Linked DNA regions of Mus musculus: region 1 is linked to region 2. The links are chromatin contacts, called in public promoter capture Hi-C maps. All regions are on one chromosome and are shown on one strand. Each heading gives the region's core, a stretch centred on a gene start, on an enhancer-like site or on the middle of the called end of the contact. The rest is flanking DNA. Distances are from core to core; before and after follow the strand shown. Region 1 has its middle 19 kb from the start of Prom2. Region 2 holds the start of Fahd2a (fumarylacetoacetate hydrolase domain containing 2A).

Region 1 (5,615 bases), core at 553-3,052, 110 kb after region 2:
AGACTCTCCCAAGCTCAGTGTTCCTTAGTTGCCTGTAACTCTTTGTGCAGGACCGAGGCCTCTCGGTCTACCCCCCAGTCTCTTTGGCCTGTCTATTGGTGTCCTTCTTCAGCTCACGTGGAGGCAGTCTTGTTGATGAGTTTGAAAGGGTCTTGTGTTGCTCTGGCTGTCCTGGGTAGCACTAAGACAGAGGGGTGTGGAACTGGAGCCTTCTCCAGAGGTTTTAGGAATGGACCCCACAACACTGTGAGGGCAGTTATGTATCACTTGTTTTCCCAGCAGGTAAGCCAGGAGCACCTCAGCCTGGAGCATCTCAGATTTTTCTGTCCTGGCTGCGCCCCTGTCAGTCACGACCAAGCTGTCCTGACACTGGCACTGGACACAGAGAGCCCCTACCTACCTGTTTCTTAGCCTCAAAATTGAGATATCAGTAGTCCCTACATCTTAAAGCTATCAGGTGTGTTCAGGGGACATGGTATGTTCTCAGCAAAGGCCAGCGATCACTTATGGAGACCAGAGCTCTTCAGTGCAGCTAGGAGGGGAACTATGGACCTGTGAGTTTGAGCAGGGAGACAAGCAGCTTTGTTTTAAATTGATTTACCCTTTCACAAGTTCTTTTAAAAAATGGTTGTAGTGTTTATATATTTGATGGGGGCATGCCATGTTACACACATGCAAGTAAAGGAAACTTAACAGGAGTTGATTCTCTCTTTCTATCATGTAAGCTCCTGGGATGGATGGAATTCACATGGTTAGACTTGGAGGCAAGGGCCTTTACCTGCTGAGCCAACTCACCAGTCCTGTCTTACAGTCCAAGTTGTCCTGATACTTGTGATACTCCTGCCTCTACCTCTTCAGGATATCCTACTGGTGTGAGCCACAAGTGACTGTCATAATCTTTCTCTCTCTTCACACACACACACACACACACCCCACACACTGTACTTTGATCATATTCCTCCCTCCATCCCTCCTCCTAACCTTTCTCCCTTCTCCCCAGCGGTACCCTCTTTCTTGCTCTGCTGTCCTTGAGCGTGCCCCACGGCTTTGAACTTGCATTGCATCCATGAATGGCTGGTGGGGGGCAGTTGCTTGAGGAAGGGCAACCTTATCAGCAACCACACCACTAAGGATATGCCTTCCCATCTCCTAGCAGCCATTAAGCACTTGAAGCTCCTCTGGGAGGTCGAGGACTTCATGAGCCTGTCCCCCATTCACAATGGAAGGCTGGTGGGCCAGTCTTGTGTGGGTGGCCATCACTGCTTTGGAGTCCGACTTGAACACATAGCTACTTAGCAAGTACTCCATCATTGAGATTCACAGCCAGACCATTTCTAGCATTTTTTAAAAAAATGAATCAGGGAACCACTATATTGCCCAGGTTGGCACTGGACTGTTTCTGTAGACCAGGCTGGCTGCAGAGGGGATCCCCCCTGATTTCCCAAACCCTTCCACAGGGCTCTGTGCTGCACGCGTGCCAACTGTCAGGAAGCTTGTGCCACCGCAGTGTCTGTGAACTCTGCTATTGTTCAGTCCTCCACAGGGCCCTAGGGTTCCTACATCAGAGCCACAGATGTGTTCTAGACAAACAGATAAGTCATTTCCTGCTGAGACTGCTGGATTCAGTAGGCAATCGGTGAATAACTCGGTCTACTTAAAAGTGACCGATGGTATCAATGACCCTGTGGAGCTGAGCAGCTGCAGAGGCAAAGATCTCCATGGAGCAGCCGCAGGAGTCCGACAGACTGGTCGACACTGCCACCCGGTGACAAGTCTGAGAACTACATAGAAGTTCTTACGCATAGGACTGGAGACCCCTGGAGCATCCTCGGAGCCAATCAGTGTGCAGGCAGCCCCAGGGAGCCAATCACTGTGTAGGCAGCCCCAATTACCCCAAATTAAACCAATCTTGGGCCGTTACTAGGTTATTGTTATTTTCATATTCTTGTTTTGAAACAGAGCTCCATTTTTAGCACAGGCTTGCCTTAAACTTGTAATCCTTTTTCTGCATCACGAGTGTGAAGATAACAGGCGCACACCGCCTTACCCGAGGCTTCTTAATTTCTCTTTGAAAGACCTTAGAAAGCTCGCTGTGCCTGTCACAGATATTCCTTCCCTAACAACCAAGGCCTTTCTACTTTCTGTTAATATCCATCACTTTGGCCTCCTTTCAAGGGTCCCCTGAAAGTCCTGTAGCATTCTTCTGGTGCCTTCCACTGAGCAGGATGTTTGTGAAATTCATTGTGTATCCACAGCCCATTCTTTTATTGTCGACTAATGGCCCACTGCATGAACACTCTAGTTTGTTTTCTTTTATACTAATGATGAACATTTGGGACGCTTCCAGCTTGGGCTGCTATTACGGTGAGCTAGTAACATACTTACAGAAATCTTTTTGTGAATGTGTTTTCACTCCTCTTGGGCACACACCCACAAGTTGGTGTGGTACTGAATTTGTGTTATTTGACTTGGCGGTAGATTCCTTTATCCATTAAGCCATTTCCCTGGTTTTTGTTCTTTATTTTGAAATTGCATGGTGGGTGATACTATAACAGTACAGACATTGTGGGTCTCACATTTTGAAATTTCAAGCACCATCTGAAAATATTAAATGAGAAGTGCCAGAAATAATCAATTCATATGTTTCCAGTTGTTTGATGATCTGAGTGGCATGATGAATTGTCATGGCTTCTGCTCCATCCTCCCCAGGGGAAGCCCGTGCTTCCCCTCTAGGTCCAATGTATCAATGCTGTATACACTACTTCTTCTCAGTCACTTAGCCATCACAGTTACTATGACTGACTCCCAGAGTAACACAGTGCTTGCATTTAGAGAACCCCTGTTTTTATCAATAATGGCCCAGGAGTACAAGACAAGTGATTCACATATAACAGAGAGGCTATGAGAATAAAGCACACACGATACAGAACTACGGGAGGTTTCATGCTCCACGGGGGACATCACAGAACACACCCTGATAGATAAATACAGCTGTATCTGAGAACAATGTTATGAGAATGTCTACTAGGCTTCTAAAGGTGAATAACAATGGAATGTTAAAAACAGAACACTCAGAGGCACTGTGGATGTAGCTCTATGGCCGAGTGACATATATATTGAGATTTTATATATATATATACATATATATGTGTGTGTGTGTGTGTGTGTCTGAGTATGGTTTTGCGCATGAGTTCAGTGCAGAGACCAGAAGAGGGCATCGCATCCCCAGAATTTGGAGTTACAGTTGATTGTGAACTATCCAAATGATGGCTGGGTGGTGTCCCCTGCAAAAGCAGCAAGGTCTTTTTTTTTTTTTTTTGGTTTTTCGAGACAGGGTTTCTCTGTATAGCCCTGGCTGTCCTAGAACTCACTTTGTAGACCAGGCTGACCTCAAACTCAGACACCTGCCTCTGCCTTCCAAGTGCTGGGATTAAAGGCGTGTGCCACCATGCCCGCCCAGCATGTTCTTTTAACCATGACCATCTCTCTAGCCCACTTGCAAGAAAGAAGGGGCACATGGAAGGGGGTGGAGGGACAGGACATGGGAAGAGTTGGAGGGAGGAAAGGGAAGAGTGATGTAGTTAGATTTTAATTTAAAACATTTAAAATGTAAATGCAGGGCTGGAGAGATGGCTCAACAATTGAGAGCACCGGCTACCCTTCTAGAAGACCAGGGTGTGACTCTCAGTACCCACGTGGCAGCTAACGACTGCAGCAGCTAATGTCTGTTCCACAGGATCTGACACCCTCTTCTGGCCTCCATAGGCACTGTACAAATGTGGTGCACAGACATACATACAGATCAAATATCCACATACCTAAAGTCAAAGTAAATCTCAACAAATGTTTAATGTGAATGTAAAGGAAGTTCAAGTGTGTTGATGTGTGAGTGTTGGTGTGCACGTGCCATGGTGTGCATGTGGACGTCAAAGGACAGCTTTTGGGAGCCCAGTCTCTCCTTCCACCTTGTCAAAGTGGGGTTCTTATATCTGCTGTTATATGGCTTAGTCCAGGTCAGCTGGCTCATGAACTTCTGGCGCATTCTCTCATCTCCACTTCCCAGTAGGAATGCAGGTGTGCACCCTCTTTTGACACAAAAACTAGCCGGCACAGTTAACTTTCAGAGTTGTGTCCAGAGTGACCCATTCCAGTTAGGCTCTGCCTTCCAGGCTATCCCCATCCCCTCAATCAATTTAACTGGGAATCCACCAATGAATTAGCCTGTCAGCATCCTCATGAGCTAATCACTTCCCCAAAGTCTGACCTCTGATCATTGCATTAAAGACCCAGTCTTCTAGACAGGAGCTTTTTGGGGGTACACTTGAGACTCTAATTATAGCAGGTAGAAATGCCAATTTGGGCTGAAAGAGACTACAAGAGGTGGGCAAATGAACACAATGTATGCCATTACTGACTGGAAACAGGATGGGGGACAGCAAGTGGTATTTTGGGGAAACCATGGATAAGCTAATGCTCTATGGCAGAGAGTATTACACTGGCATTCGATTTCTTGGGTTGAGTAAGGGTGATATGGTTAGACTGGCAGACTCAGTCAAATGTAAAGGAATAAGAAGCTCCATAGAAATTACTCCAAAATTAAAAATGGAGCTACCAGGTGATCTAGCAAGCCCACGCTCTGGCATTGCTATGGTTTGGGTAAGTATCTGCCATTAACTTTTCAAGCTTATTGAACACTAGATGGATAAATTTTATTGTATGTAAAGTAAATATTGGCAAAGTTAACTTTCCAAATACCCCAAAAATTAATTTGAAAGGCCTAATAAAGTTGATGAACCTCTGTAAATAGAACTGAGGGAAAGACTATAAAGAAGCAATCTCAAAAAGCACACAATTGTAAGCGAAACAGAGACTAAAAGGAAAAGAAAATTAATTCAATGACAAAAGAAAAAGTTTAAGAAAAACTTTTAAAAAATTAAGCAACAGAAATAGGACTAGTCCTTAAAGGTAATTAACAAATTTACAAACACACCAATTCCAATTTAGCAGGGAACATAGACACTCAGAGAATACAGACTTCCTGAGATGATGGAAATCATGACATTGGGAAATCTCAGACATGCTTGGATTCTTTAACATTAAAAAAAAATCAATATAGTTTGTTACGTTAGTAAGGAACAGCTTGGGGCTGGAGAGATGGCTTGGCAGCTGAGAATGTGTGCCGCTCTTACAGAGGACCCGAGTTCAGCTCCTGGCACCTACATGTGTAACTCCAGTTCCAGGAGAGCCGATGTATCCAACCTCTGTGGGCACCCACAGGCATGTGTGCATATCCTCACAAAGACACATATAATCACATCGATTAAAAAATCAAATGCTTTAAAAATGAAAAATATGCCTATTACAAAGACACACACACATATGTTTACTACTGCTTAAGAAAACAGTTAAAAAAACGTAAAACTCTATTATTTTCACAGCCATTTTTATTGAACTACACCATCATAACAAATATGGGATAGACAGGTCATATAAATGACTATACCAATTATATCTAACTATTTCCTAACACCTAATAGTTTACAAATCACTTTTGTATCCACTCTCTACCTAGTTCTAGCCACTCTCAAGTAGGTATGGCATTTTCAAAACACATA
Region 2 (5,799 bases), core at 395-2,894:
TGTTGCTGCTGTGTATGGAACACAGGCTTGCACTGCCTCTGTCCACTGAACAGATGGAAGGTGCAAGGGACTTGACTTTTCACTTCTTGGAAAAGCCTAGTGATGATCAACTTTGGGACGTGGCCCATGTCTTCCTTCTTCAGATCCAGACCTCTTGGATACCATTGAAAAGGTTCAGGGCCTGCTATGAGTTCCAGGCTCCACCCAAAGTTAAGCTTCATTATCGTGCTGCCTTTGTTTTTAATGGTACAGGTGCCGGCCTGGAAGGCACATGCTAGCTTGAGCTATTCCCCAGATAATCTGCACTCTATATCCTCACTCATTCCCTTTCTTTGTCTTAATCTAGGTCTGGTCTTCATTCCCTGTCAGAGTCCTCTCCCTTCTGGATAGCTTTCTTTTAAAACCAGTGTGGGGCTAGGAAGACAGCATGGCTGGTAAAATGTTTCCACTGAAAGCCTGAAGATCAGTTAAATCCCCAGAACCCACATAAAAAAGTTTGTACACAGTGGTCTATGCTTGTAATCCCAGTGCCGGATAGGTGGAGACAGGTAGATTCCTGGGGCTTGCTAGCCAGCCAGTCTAGCCTAATTGTTGAGTTTCAGGCCAATGAAAAACTCTGTCTCAAAGACTAAAGTACGCGTACGCGCACACGCACACGCACACACACACACACACACACACACACACGTCTTTATACTAAAAATGAGAGAGACTGCTAGACGTAGCTCCGTCAGTTCAGGGCTCTTGGTCCTCACCTGGTTGAGCCAACCTACCCTGTTCAGGATCACCAGAGTGCCAGCTTGCAAGTCTGGCCAGAAAACCAAAGGCTTTCCATCTCCTGCTCTGTCGTTTTACACAAGTACCGCCATGCCACAGTCCAAAGGCTGGTCCAGCATATGTGACCAGTCACACCATACACTAAAACAGTACTGTCCCAGGGAAAGCCAAGTGTCTCACTTGTGAGGTCTACTATAATTCTCTTGACGGTGGCTTGGCAGGTGCTGCTGGTCCAGTTTTACAGATGAACAAGCCAAGGCTTGGATAGGGTAAGAGGGGTTTGGTTTGCCTAAGGTTCAAGGGTCTTACAGCTAAAAGAAAATTGGCATTTGAATCCATGTCTAGATGACATTGAAGTTCTTAATTCAAAAGCAAGATACTTCTCAAGCAAGATAATCTAGTTTCAATCCTGCCTACTCCTCTCAGGTCCTAACTGCTACCAGCCCATGGTCATGGCCGTGGAGGTAAGGCAGAACACCTGCTCTCTGATAACTCTAAGCCCCGCTGATGATGAATCTGTGACGGGCGCTCACAGGTTATTTCATTCTCTCGAATCACTATGACTCGCAGCACAAAGGTCCCTTAGCAAACAGCACAGCAATGGGCAGCTTGAGGCGCTGCGCCGTGCGTGTGACCCTGCTGATCTGGGAACCGAGGTCAGCCACTCGGCTCCCAACGTCCGGTTCAACTCCCTCTGAGTTGGCCTAGCCTCAGTTTACCTGGTCGTTGCAGCCGGACTTGTCCGGCTTCCTGCGCTGTCAGCGGACGCCTGCGGAGCCGCAGGACAAGAGGGGAGGGCGGAGAAGCCACAGCCAGTACCGCTGCAAGCACTTAACTCTTCTCCAAGGAATATAGGGACCGCCCCTTCGCAGTCGCGATATGGTGACGTCACGAAGCTGTCGCCACCAGGAGGACACCTGCTTCCTCCCGGAAGTCCGCCCTCCTGCTGTTAGGTACTTCTTTTAGCCACAGAACTTCCAGCAGGTGCCTAGTGTGTGCATTTGGGGAGACCGTGGCTGGCTCCAGGGTGACCCTGGGATACCCAGGCTCGGAGAGAGCGCATCCGACCTTTGAGCTTCTAATTCTGGCCAGGCGCTGCTTCTGGGCCAGGCACCTACTCATAGTTGTCCAGGAAGCACTCTGGTAGACAGTAACAAGTAGTTTTGTGCTCTAATGTTGACCCACCAAGGACAGGGATGTCTATATGTGTTGTATTCGTGGAGAAAACATAAAGGCTAGGAGTGATTTTGCCCATGATGGCTCCTGAGCCAGTAAGGGCTCGTCCAACCACTTATTTAGTTGTCTTGGCAGGTATGAAGCGATTCTGAAGGCAAAAGACACTTGTGTCCTTCCTTCAGCTACTGGGCTTTCCCCCATGAATCTTGTGTGCTGGGGGAAAGAAAAGACTGAAGCTTGTGTGTGCCAGCTAGAGGAGGAGTTTTGTCACCCAGTAAGCTATATCACAGATTTGGCAACTGGTCAGACTATCTTGTGGGATAGACTGGAACTGAGATAATGGTGGATCAATAACCGGCAAGACCACACCTTGACCAAGACTGCTTAGTTATGTACACCACTTGCTTTCTATTTGAGAATCTGAACCTCATGTCGGGACTCCAAAGATGGACTTTGGGGAGTCACTGAACCTTTTCCCCTTTCCTTTCTTGTCTTTTCTCTTTTCTTTCCAGTGTGACCACATTGGCAAAGTCGTAGCCAGCTTTTCACCATTTTTTCTTTAATGCACACAGTGAAGACAGATGGTGGCCTGTCTACTTTTTAGGCTTGTCAGGGCTCACCAACTTCACCTACTTGTAGCAGCACCCTGTTCTTCACGAACCTTATTTTAGGGGGAAAAGGGTGTGTGTGGGGTGATGGGCAAGTCCAGGCAGCAGGCATTCGGGTGGAAACATCCTCTACAACCACACCCCGAGTCCTCTGGCCTATGAAAATGTAAAGGGGACTCTGAGAAGGAGCCTCCTAAGTGAATCAAGGTCCAGACAGAGCATCCGAGGCTTCCATTGCCCCAGGAAGAAGCACAGGCTTTTATTAGATTCCTCTTATTTTTTCCCAGTGAGGCTTTTTTTTTTTTTTTTTTTTTTTTTTTTTTTTTTTTGGTTTTGGTTTTTTGAGACAGGGTTTCTCTGTGTAGCCCTGGCTGTCCTGGAACTCACTCTGTAGACCAGGCTGGCCTCGAACTCAGAAATCCGCCTGCCTCTGCCTCCTGAGTGCTGGGATTAAAGGCATGCACCACCACACCTGACTTCTTTTTTCTTTTAACACCAATGTTTTCAATCCTAGAAAAAGACCAGGGCTTTCCTTCCTGTGTGATTTTGTTTTTCTTCTTCATAGTTCATGATGTCAGCTGAGGTTGACAGCACAATGAAACCAAACCGATGTGACAGGAGCAGGCGATTTTGCTATGCTCTAGGTCTTGGAGCTGCACATCAAACCTGGGACTCATCACTCCATGGTTGCTTAGCCTGCTTGTGGGGTTGACAACATTCTTCCTAGCTCTGATATCAACGATTACAAATTCTCAGGTAAAATCAGGCTTCATCCTCACAGTTAGAAACTGGACAATAACTTCAGAGCATGCCAATAAGGGACTGACATCTGCTTCTTTCTTCAGTGTTGTTGATTGTCTTGAGAGTTCAGCCAGGACATTCATGTGTACTGTTGATGGTGGCATGGACGGCTGGCAGAAAGAGAGGAGGTGGGCTGGAGAGATGGCTCAGTGGTTGAGAGCACCTGCTGCTCTTTCAGAAGACCTGGTTTGAGTTTCAGGACCTACATGGTGCCTCACAACGAGCTGTAACTCTAGTTCTGAGATATCTGACACCCTCTCTGGCCCATATAGGTACTGAGCATGCATGTAGTAAACAGACATGCATGCAGACAAAACACTCATACACATAAAAATTATAAAAACTTGTAGAGAGAGAATAGGAGGGGCTGGCTCCTTGAATTCCCCACATACTTTTCTTGCTGCTGTAACAAAACAGCTGGCATAAAACTTAAGGAAGAAGAGGGACATTTTGGATCACAATTTGATCCAAATAGATCACCATGCAGGGAAGAGTGGTGACAGACACCAGAGAAAGCTGGCTATACCATGGTAGCAATCAAGAAGCGAAGAGATGAATGCTGGTGCTCATCTTTCTTTGTTTTTCTGCAGCCCAGGGCCTTAGGCCACAGCATGGCATCACCCAAAGTTAGAGTGGGTTTAACTAAACTTGATCTTGATAATTCCTGACAAACATGCCCAGAAGTTTTTGTCTTTTCAGCGACCCTAGAGCTGTCAAGCAGACTATCAGTACCACCCAGGCCTTATCTAAATGCACACAAAGCCTTTGGAAGGAACTCAGCTGAGGTCCCAGGGCCAGGCTTGCATTTGAGAAATCTAAATCAAGGAAGTTTGTCTGGGGAGGAGGAGTAGAGCAGATGAGAGCCACGGGCTGTGCTTCATGGTGGAGATGTCAAGTGCTCAGGAGTGTTCAGGAGGAAGAACTGGCTGTCCCCCACGACAAGAGGAAGGCTCAAGAGGGAAGGACATGCCACTCTGACTCTTTAGCCGTGGAGCCTCTGCCACCCGTGGAAATGCATCTTCTGTGGGGGGGGGGGTTGGGCTTGGGAGAGGATGACTAGCCTGGTTTTGGATAAGCTGCAGGTCACATACCTTAGGGACACCCAAAGGCACTTCAGGATCCTGGTCGGAGACGGGAATCCAGAGTGAGGCTTCGGCCTAGCTTAAAGAAGCTACGCCTAATTATAAAGGGGAGCCATGGAGGTAGCTGAGATGACGGCGTGAACTCAATCTCATACCAACCTTCCTCTAAGTCTCGGCCAGAAAAAATCTGAAAATCTAAGATGGGGAGTAGAAGGAAATCTTTACAACTCAGACAAATGGCTTGCCTTCTGCCTCCACAGAGAATGCTCAAAAGTTGGTAAGTGAAAATAGTCACACTGAATGGATCATTGGACAAGAGATTTATACAGATGATGTCACAGAAGAGACACCCAGAACGTTAGGATGGAAAAGATACTAAAACACGTGATCATCATGAAAATGCAAAGCACAGTCACAGCGTGACACCCCGTGCACCTACTAAAGTGACCAAAAATCCCTCTTAAGTATCCACAGCATTGGGAAGTACGGGAACTCGTGTGTACTGCTGACAGCATTAGAAACTCATACAAAAACTGTTTGCTTGCTTGTTTGCTTAAGACACGATTTTTCCACGTTGCCCTGGCTATCCTCAGACTCAGGGAGACAAGTTACCTGAAACTTCCTGTGCTGTGGTTAAAGGCACGCACACACCACCACCACATCGTCTTGCCATTTCTCTCCTGTGTATCAATGATATTGAATCTCACCTTTGCTCTGTGCTCCTAGAAATCGGGTCAGTAACCCTAGGGTTGGAGAAATAACTCAGCAATGAAGAACTCTTGCCGATCTTGCAAGGCTGGAGTTCAGGTTCCCACACTCACATCAGACAGTTCACAGCTGCCTGTAACTCCAGCTCCAGGATATCTAATGCCTTTTGCTGCTTCGACATGCACCAGCACGCACACACACATAAACACATTTAAACACATAAAAAAAAAAACTCTCCATTTCCTGTATTTCACAAAATAGCTTACTAGAAAGACTTCCATGCTCTTGTTTGCCCAAAACAAGGGCAGACCCACACCTTCCAAGTTCCCATTGCTGGCTCATGGATGATCTGCCTTGCTTGCTCTGACTGACAGTCATCAATAAAGCATCTGGCAAGCCTTGGGCCATCACCCCTCCTTCCCCAAGCGCCCAGGACCCTCCCTTCATTTGGTCCAAACCATCACACAGTTCTCAGCCAGGGAGGCCCGATGCTTCTACTCCTAGGCCAGTGCACCATTTGTAATCCTTTGCATTAAGCCAGTACTATGCATTTCTCAAGTCTGTGAGCCAGTCATGAAATTAATCAAATACAGGGAGGGGACTGAGGAACCAGAGTCCTTTGGTCCAATGCTTAAGTAAAATGAGCT

Evidence for each region. Promoter capture Hi-C pulls out the DNA fragments that hold promoters and counts their contacts.
Region 1: a promoter capture Hi-C map of neural stem cells shows a contact between it and region 2. The contact joins the enhancer-like site here to the promoter of Fahd2a in region 2. A contact is called at or near these places in 15 of 39 promoter capture datasets (the 3T3-L1 cell line, 3T3-L1-derived adipocytes, embryonic stem cells and 9 more), 1 of 15 datasets of contacts at CTCF or cohesin (embryonic stem cells), 47 of 484 Hi-C or Micro-C datasets (the 3T3-L1 cell line, DN2 thymocytes, LSK cells and 36 more), 5 of 115 datasets of contacts at active chromatin or transcription factors (bone marrow-derived macrophages, embryonic basal ganglia, embryonic stem cells and 1 more) and 3 of 9 other capture datasets (adipose tissue, macrophages and pancreatic islet).

What each region holds. Positions count from the first base shown.
Region 1 is chr2:127,557,754-127,563,368 of GRCm38.p6, forward strand. No RefSeq gene overlaps it. Among named protein-coding and RNA genes, the nearest start is that of Prom2, 19 kb to the left of the region's middle. Within about 2 kb of position 1,803, at least 37 of the 459 cell types and tissues checked have an H3K27ac peak or open chromatin away from gene starts, as enhancers often do. A contact at or near this core is called in the N1E-115 cell line, cerebral cortex, neural progenitor cells and 2 more, where this site is marked.
Region 2 is chr2:127,442,921-127,448,719 of GRCm38.p6, forward strand. Fahd2a (fumarylacetoacetate hydrolase domain containing 2A) reads right to left here and starts at 1,645. Exons shown (of 8, transcript NM_029629.2): 1 at 1,497-1,645.